2 separate regions of the Mus musculus genome follow, and region 2 is linked to region 1. Evidence: chromatin contacts called from public HiChIP or PLAC-seq data. All regions are on one chromosome and are shown on one strand. Each heading gives the region's core, a stretch centred on a gene start, on an enhancer-like site or on the middle of the called end of the contact. The rest is flanking DNA. Distances are from core to core; before and after follow the strand shown.

Evidence for each region. HiChIP or PLAC-seq counts read pairs in DNA pulled down with a chosen protein or histone mark.
Region 2: a contact with region 1 is called in an HNF4G HiChIP or PLAC-seq map of pancreatic cancer cells. The contact joins the promoter of Atn1 here to the promoter of Pianp in region 1. A contact is called at or near these places in 13 of 39 promoter capture datasets (the C10 cell line, the HPC-7 cell line, embryonic stem cells and 8 more), 4 of 484 Hi-C or Micro-C datasets (cerebellum and embryonic stem cells), 8 of 115 datasets of contacts at active chromatin or transcription factors (the SCID.adh cell line, embryonic stem cells, epiblast stem cells and 3 more) and 3 of 9 other capture datasets (adipose tissue, liver and pancreatic islet).

The regions. Positions count from the first base shown.
Region 1 is chr6:124,994,769-124,999,139 of GRCm38.p6, reverse strand. Pianp (PILR alpha associated neural protein) reads right to left here and starts at 2,420. Exons shown (of 6, transcript NM_175696.4): 1 at 2,201-2,420; 2 at 163-222. The coding sequence starts at 167. It also overlaps a transcript of Cops7a not described here.
Region 2 is chr6:124,754,432-124,758,802 of GRCm38.p6, reverse strand. Atn1 (atrophin 1) reads left to right here and starts at 2,316. Exons shown (of 10, transcript NM_007881.4): 1 at 2,316-2,507.

The DNA.
Region 1 (4,371 bases), core at 1,171-3,670:
TTTCTCTGCTTGAGCAGGTGTGTTAGGAAGACCCTGGCCCCATTTTGTCTCTTCCCAAGGGGCCAGTCCTTAATAGGCCCCAAGTTGGCCTAGGCAGGAAAGGGCCCAATCCCCCAGGGAAAGTGGTCTCCAAGCAAGCTCCCTCTGCTGGGCCAAACTTACCACATTCTGCACTCTGGATCTGAGATCTTCCTCAGCTGTGACCCAGATTTTTGGCCTTTACTGGAGGGAAAAATGAGGGTGTCACACCCTAATCTGGCCTGTGAACTCCCCCATCTCATCTATCCACCAGTCCTGCTCCTTCCCGCCCCACCCGGGCTGCCCAGTTACCCGCCATGCTTCTGCTTCCCAGAAGCCAGTGTTTCCCGGCATACTTTTCGGGGAAAACTCCCTAAACTAGCCCCCTGCCCCACCTCCAACATCCCAGATGGGGCCCATTCCCTCCTGGCCCCAGTGTCTGTCTACCCTTGCCTCTTTGGCTTCCTTCCTTCTCACTTCCTCTGCCCACAGCTCCAGGCTTCTTGGATCTTAATTTAGAGCCAAGAACCTTGTGATTCCCTGAGCACCTACCGCTAGGGAGGGAGTTTTTGAGTGGGGGAGGGAAGGGAAGCCAATCTTAGTGAGTGTTGGGGGGGATGCTAGAAGCCCGGTCACCTCTTGAAGCGCCAGGCACTTCTTTTATGATGGAGCCTAGAAGCTGGCTGCCTAGCTGCCTTTTCAGACAAGCGGGAGAAAACAGTCGGTGGGAGGAAAGCTACAGGACACGCTTTGGGGTTTGCTCTTGATGCTTAACCACCCAAATGCATGGGTGCATTCTGAAAGAGGGTGGAGCTCAAAGGAAGCCACCCCCTCAACTGTGGCTGCTCCGGGGAAAAGTCCTAGGAGAATCTAGATGGTTGGTTCTGAAAGGAAGTGCAGTCTCCAAACTGAGGGTGGTGAGGCCCGAGGGGCTGGGATCTTCAGAGAGAAGAAACATGTGACACCCTGTGTCTTCTGGATTCCTAGTCTCCGTCTGCGTGTTGAATACCCCAGGGAATAAACTAGGGAGGGGAGGGGGGTGCGAGAGGTGAAAGGCTGCGAGGGAAAAGGTTGGTCAAGAGTGAGAAGACGGACAGACAGCAGCTGGGAAGGGAGGAGATGGGGAGGAAAGAGGGGCTACAGGAGATTGGCCAAGGATGCTGAAGAGAGAAGACGGCAGGGAGGGAAAAGAAAACAGGCATCAGGCAGGAGGATGGAGGGGTCTGGTCAGGGCAGAAGCAAAGAGAGTGGAAGAGAAAAGGACGGTGGAGATCAGAGACGGGGAGAGAGTCATTGAGACAGATTAGAACACGGTGTTGAAGGCAAAATCAAAAAAGGAAGGGACGGGGACCGGAGGTGGGGGGTGGACAGAACAGCAAAGATGGAGGAGTTAGGAATTGTTTCTTGAAATTGAAAGAGATATGGAGACAGAGCTGGAGGCCAGGTGAAAGAGAAGGGAAAGGAAAGAGGCCGGGGGGCTTAGTGGGAGGAGGTTAGAAACGGGAGGAAAGAAATGGTAGCCGAACCAGTGGAGCGAATAAGGACTCGGCGACACCAGTGGCCCGCTACTCCAGGGCATACCTGCCCCTTCGTTGGCTACAACCCACCACCACCACCAATGTCAACTCCAGCCCCTTCACACACCCCGTACCCCTCTGTCACCCCCTCCAGGAAGTCCGCAGTCCCCAAGCTGGTGCGCCACCCCACCCCCTTCGCGCTCCTCACCGACCTGTTGTGCGCAGAAGACGAACTGGGGGTGGGGTGGGGGAACCGGGCCCCATCTCTAGCAGAGCCCCCCAATCCCGCCAATCCCACAGGCCTGCGCTCCCTGGATAGGGTTGGAAAGCGGTGCGAACCGGGAAAAATAAGGAAACGATCGGCCAAGGGATTTGGAGGGAGCACCCAGAGCGGAAAGGGGACCTGAGGCAGGAGGATGCCCGAAGCTGCAGGATGAGCTAAAGGCGGGATGGTGGCAGGCGCGGAGACGTTGACTGCTGCACCAAGAGGGTAGGATGGAGTCAGGACAGCGGAGGGATGGAGGGCACTGTGGAAAGGAGCTCTGGGAGACTGGAGGCGGCTGGAGACCGCGCCAGGAGGGGCGGGGGGCGAAGGACGCGGAGCTGGCACTGGGAGGGCAGAGTCTGCTCCCTACGGGTAGGGGCTTTGGGTCCCCCTCGCTCACCTGCATGCCTGGTGTGGCGGCGCGACGACTGCAGGCGCTCGGAGCTACGCGGGGCTGGGGGGTCGCAGAAACGGGTGGGGCGCCGGGCATGGTCGGGAGGTTTGGCTGGCAGCGAGGAGCTGGAGCCGGAGGGGGGCGGGCGCCCGGGGCGCGGGGCGGCGGCGGCGGCGGCGGCGGCGGGAGACGCTCGCTTCGGCTGGGCTCGGCTGGGCTCGGCCGGGCTCGGCTGGGTTCGGCGGGCGACTAGGACCACTTGGTCTCCGCCTCTCCTTCTCACGTCTGTAGGCCACGCACGACTTAACCCTTCGTTTGCTACGCTGCGAGCTCAGCTTTTGTCCAGGTGCAAGGTTGGGAAGAGGAGCAGGGATGGAGGGGGTTGGGGGGACGCAACCTCCTTTGGGTAGTGATGGTAAGCTTCCCCTCTACCTAAGCGCAGCTTCACAGACCTCATGATTTCTGACCCCCAAGCAGTCTGAGATTCTGAGTCATCCATACATTTGAGTCCCCAACTCTGGCAAAGGTGGAAAGGCAGCTCAAGACCGTGGGTGAGAGGACCAAAGAGGGGTGGGAGAGAAGACTGCATACGCAAATTGGAGTGCCCCCAGCAGATTAATTCCTCATTTCACTATGATCCTTCTTATAATTCATTCTCCCTGAAGCAACCCAAACAGTCCTTAAATGGTTCAAGACCATTTGCTATACTTAGCTTTTCCGAGACTCAGAATATCCAACACTCACTATGGCTCACAAGGAGGCCCCCGTAGATTCCTGCCTCTGGGTATCTCCAGCTTTCTTTCCTAAGGATTTCTTCGGCACAGCCTTAGTGCAGTTGGGGAATATTCCTAGACCAGAGGCACTAGAAGCCTGCCTCGGGGCTTTGCACCCTGCTGTTCCCTCTAGAAGTTTCTCCTTGTCTGTTCCCAAATGGTCTACACGGGCTCACTTAGATTCAGGCTTCTGAGTGCCCTTTTCTAATCTCTTAAAACTCCCTTGACCTGGGCCGTGGAGATGGCTCAGGGGACAAAGGTGCTTGCCACCAAGCCTGACTACCTGGGTTCTATCCCCAGGACCCACATGGTGGAAGGAAAGTTGTCACCAGACCCCTGAACAAGTGGTGTGACACATACACTAATTAGATGTAATAAAGAGAATTCTGGGGCTGGGGAGATGGCTTAGTGGTTAAGAGCACTGACTACTATGCTTCCAAAGGTCCTGAGTTCAAATCCCAGCAACCACATGGTGGCTCACAACCATCAGTAACGAGATCTGACTCCCTCTTCTGGAGTGTCTAAAGACAGCTACAGTGTACTTACATATAATAAATAAATAAATCTTTTTTAAAATTCCTTTGACCCTACCCATTCATACCTAACCCTTCTCCCTGCATGACCCCCCCCAACCCTGCGCCCCAAACTTCTAGGAAACCACACTTTCCTGGCTCCCCTCCAACCCTCTGGCTGTTCTTTACTGTCTTCCTCGGTTCTGACCTCGACATGTTGGCGCTCCTAGGGCTTAGTCCTTGGCCTTCTTTTCTTTCCACATTCTTTGTCCAGTGATCTCATCCAGTCCCAGGGCTTAAACACTCTGTAAATGTCAGTGAGTCCTAAATTTACAAATGAGTGCCAGACTCATTTGTCCAACCGCCCACTTGACATATCCACTCCGTCCGATGTCTAATAGCCAGGCAAACCTAATGTGACTCAAGCAGATGGCTTGAGCCATCCCACCCCCAACCCTCTTGTGTCCCGAGCTCTTCATCCTAGGACATGACAACTCCTTGTTGTTCAGGCTAAAGGTGTTTTGATTTCCGGTTCCTTCCCTATGCCTGCGTCTCCAGCAGGTGCGAAAGCCCACACTTTCAGCGCATGCGCAGAGTCTACCCCCTTCTCGTTTATTGTTCGAAGCCGGATCCACGCAGTCATCCTGTGTCTGAAATTGCAGTACCCTCTTAGGAGCTCCTTCATTTCTGTCCTCATCTTTTACAAAATACTCTTTACAATTACCGGTAATATTTTGAAAGCTAAACCATAGCATGCTCTCCCCTTTCAAAATATTCAAGGGCCGGTGAGATATAGCTCAGCAGGCCATCAAACGTGACAAGCTACCTTGGATACTTAAGACCCGCAGGGTGGGGGGAGAGAACCAACCCCTTCCTACAACGTTGTCCTCTG
Region 2 (4,371 bases), core at 1,067-3,566, 240 kb after region 1:
TTCCCTAGGCCTACATTTTTCTTTTAGGCTTAGATAAGTTACCATCTTGGCTGTTGCCTTAGCGGCTAAACAAGGGTAGAGGTTGAGTCTGGAAAGGATTGGAAAGGTCCTAGGCCAGGCCTAGTGGGAAACTAAAGGAAAGAGAGGAAATGCTATGGGGAGAGGGGGGAGGGAGGAGGAGTCTCAGAGCAAAATTAGTTGGTACAGGGAAGGAACTAGGTCTATCTTAGAGCACAGAGAAAAAGACGTGAAGGGTACACAGGAGAGGACCTGGTCTCTGGGAGGCCCTGGAAGGGGACAAGCAAATGGGTATGGGGGTAAAGTGAGGCCCTGCAGAGGCAAGGGACTTCACAGTGGGGTGATGGGATATTTGTTCCTAGAGGAGCCAAGCATTCTTGCTTGGTCTCCCTAGTGCTTTGGAATCTGTGTAGAGCTTTTGGGTAAGTTCAAGAGCTTGGCTGAATCTGGCCTAAGGAATGGTGGTGTAAGACCTACTGGGTGGCTACTAGGCTAGCCGTTCTCCTCCCTTCCACAAAGGCAGTTTGCCCACTCAGTGTCCCCCACTCCACCCACTAGGTCTGAGCTAGGCTGGCCCCCTACAAGCTCTCTACCCCCACCTCCAAATCTGGTGAACTACTAAGGGCTCCCAATCCAGACTCCAGCTCCAGCTCTTCCGGGCTCCCAGCCTGCCTCCCTCCCTTTCTCTAGCCTTCCCAATTTCAGCTGCCAAAAATCACCCTGTCTCTAGTGTCCTTTGTCCTGAGAGATGTTGCTGCTGGTTTGGGGCCAGAGAAGGAGCCCAGAAGAAGGCACCACTGGAGTGATGGGGGTGCTGACTTCATGGCTGTAGGTTGGGCATGGCTGGCACGCTGACTGGAGAAGAGTTGGGAGGAGCATGCTGTAGTCTGTGCTGGGGACTACTTCCATATTACAATTGTTATGGGGAACCTGGGCACCCTAAAATGTATGTAGGTCCTTTCCACCTAATCCCCCACTTCATCCCTTCTGTGACCATGACCAAAGATGCTACTAGTAATGACTTCAGACTTGAGAAGGTCTAGTTCAGGAACCTCGAGAAAATGAAGGGCCCAAAAGTGAAGTGCCACCTCTTAGTTACCTCTTCCACACTAGGGCCTGGACCCCAGTCTGTCACTCCTCCAGGGTTCTCCCTCCGTCTCTAGCTCCTCTCTTTTCCCATCACTGGCCCTCCCACCACGTTGCCACAAAAGCCCTATTTATCTTGTGTTTCCTTCCAGACCTCTCTAATTCATTCTCCTCCACTTTATTTGCCAAAGGAAATAGTTCTTAGTTCGATTGGAAGTCCCCACATTCATGTTTACCAACCCAGCCCACCCCAGTCTCCCTCTAGAATAGGCATCCTCTGCCCTCCACCCCTCTTCTGAGACTTCTCATGCCTTCTCTCCCACAGAGGGATCTCCGGACTTGCCTCCAGCTTTCCTTCATCATTCCCAAATTCTTGTGGTTTGCATTCTTCTCAACACCAATCACTGCCTTAAACGCTTATCTCTTCCAGAAACACCATTCTCCTAGTACGTCTTCATCCTTTCCCGCCCAGGTCCACAAACTTCCATCGTAGGCTCTCCAAAATAGCTCCTAAACCCCTCCAGCCTCTACTTCTGGCCCTTCCTCTCCATCTTTCCAATACAGTCCCATTATCCAAATCTCTACTTCATAATTCCCCAAACTCCACCTACTTCACCCCTGCCACAGCCCCTCTTGTCCCCAAACTTCTCCAGCCTCCCCAGGTCTGCCTTCGCAGTCCACAGCCCCTCCCACCCAGCCCTCTCCCGCGCGGGGCCCGCGAGCTCCCCACGCTCTGCGCAGCGAGGCCCTCTCTCTCTGCGCCCCGGCCGGCTTCGGCCAACTCGCCCGGCGCCTCCCCTTCCCCGATCCTCCGCCCCCCGACTGCCGCGCGCTCCCTCCCTCGCGTCTCCTCCGGGCCCCTCTCTCTCCTCCGTTCCTCCGCGCTCCCTCCTTCTCCCTCTTCCTCCCTGCTCCCATCCCCCTCTCCCGAGCGCCCTCCCTCCGCCGTCCGCTTTCCTGTGCGAGTCGCCGGACGCGCCGCCCAGCCTGTCCGTCCGCCCGCAGCCCCGCGCCCGACCGGGGCCTCGGGCCAGGACGCGTTTCGGGGTGGCAGGCCTCGGGGCGGGCTAGGGGCGCGCGGCACCAGCGGCGGGAGGGTCGGGGGTCGCGGGCCTCGCCGGGACCGCGAGTGCGGGCGGAGGCGGGCGGTGCGGCGGGGGCGGGCGCGGGCGGCGCGTTCCGGGCGGGAGGGCGGGCGAGGAGCGCGAGAAGCCGATCGGGGCTGCGCGGGGAGCCGGGCATGGGGGCCGCCCTCCGGGGGGGCCGGGGCCGCCGCCGCCGCCGCCGCGGCAGCGACTGAAGCCGCGCTGTAAGGAGGGGCGGGGAGTGGCCGCCGCCGTCCCCGGGAGGCGCCGGAGCCCGACCGCACTCGCAGCCAGCCAGCCGTCCCGAGCTGCTCGCAGGTAAGGTCCGCTGCCGCCGGCCCGGGCCGCCCCGTTCCGGCCCGCGGCTCCCCGCCCCCACCCCTCCCGGTCCCCCCTCCCGCCGCCGCCTCCATTTGTTATTTTCCCGGTCGCGTTCCCTCATTGCGGGCACGACCGGGCCCGAGGCTGGGGACTCAGGGGGTGGGGCCGCCCGGAGGAGGGACGCGGGCCTGGGAGTCGCGAGCTCGGGAGGTGGGGGGAGGAGGGTTTTGGGAGGAGGGCTGACGGGGCCGAGCGTCGCCAGGACCAGAGCCTAAAGGGGAGGAACGCCGAGGTGGAGACTTGGCGGAGGTAAACCGGGGGATGCTGTGCGGGTGGTTCGCGGAGAAGGCAGGACGGATCGGAGAGATGGCAGCGAGGTGGGGCGTGAAGGCTCCAGTAACCCCACAGGCCCAGCACCGGGTTTCCAGGTTGCGGGTCTTGGGAACAGGGAAAGGGGTGTGGTAGGTGGTAAAATGAGGGTTGTAGCTGCCGAGACGGGGGATTGAACCTGGGGGGAATGGAGATGAACCGGGAGAGGCCCAGCTTTGAGAAGACCGACGTTTTTTGGGGTGGAAATGGGAAGGCCATATCTTTTGTGACTCAGTTTTCTTTCCCCCAATCCTGGTCACCTCTGACCCCGTTTTCCTAATCCCAGACCTAGTTACTTCGTGAAGGGGGGGCACTGAGTCTTGGTAGTGTGAGTCCTCCTAACACGAATAAGAAAGGCAGGGATACTGAAGGGAGAATTGGGAAGGTTGGGAGGATGGGAAAGAAGAGAAGATTGGGCAATCATATAGGCATTCCAAGGAATTGTGACCTCCACCCTCACCCCCAGAGCATTGGCTGTCCCATAGGAGGACTTCCTTACTGCCTTGATCTCAGAGATCTCTTTGTGCCTGGGGTAGGTTACCCTAAAGCTCCCTTTCCTGAAAGGTTGGAGTTGCTCTGGCAACTAAGGTGGTAATAGTGGCTGCCAGATGGACCCCTGGGATGGTCTCTTGGGGGGCACTTTTTTTTTTTATCCATTTTGTTGCCATGGTAGTGAGACAGTGGGAAGTCCAATAGGTGGGGATTCAGTATGTAGATTGGGCCTCTCTCAGCCTGTAGCTTTGTCCTTGGTGGGTCTCCGGGAGATGTTTCTGGTGTTGCCCCAAGTAGGGTTTCCTAAGGAGGCATCCCTTCTCCTCCAGAAGTCTATTGGAACAAGTAACCCTGTTGCTTGCAGGTCATTCCTGCAAGCCTCTACCTGGGTATGGTGCGAAGATGAAAATGTTGTTGTTCAAACTATATTGTCTTGGGCTGGGGGTAGCTCAGTAGCAGTGTTATTTCCTAGCATGCATACAATAGGCCCTGGGTTTGAGCTCCAGAACCAAAAACAAAATAAAAAAAAAACAACCAAGTTACATCACCGCGGGCAATTTCTGTCGGCCTCTACCACTCTTATTGTCTTATAAATGGTTGACTCTTTAAACTACTTTATCTCCTTGAATTCCTCTTTGGGTCTCTCTTCCTTCTTTGTCAGTTCTCAGGGTGACCCTTTCATTCAACTGATCTTTGGCCTTTTTTTCTGAACCTACAAATGTAGCGTAGCTCTCCATGCCTGTCTGGGTGAGGGTGGCCCAGGGGCGATGGCTATGAGAGAGGTTAGAGCAGAGCAGGATGCTCTGGAATGGGGGCTGGGAGACCGATGTCCCTCTGTGACCTTGGGCAAGTCACTTCTCTTGTCTTTGCGCTTCACCTTCTTGGTGTGATGAGATGGCCTCTAGTTCCTGCAACAGACCTGGGTTCTAACCAGGCTGCATTATCTGCTCCTCTGTGCTTTATGGATGTCTTGGTCATTTTCACCTGATTGTTAATGTGG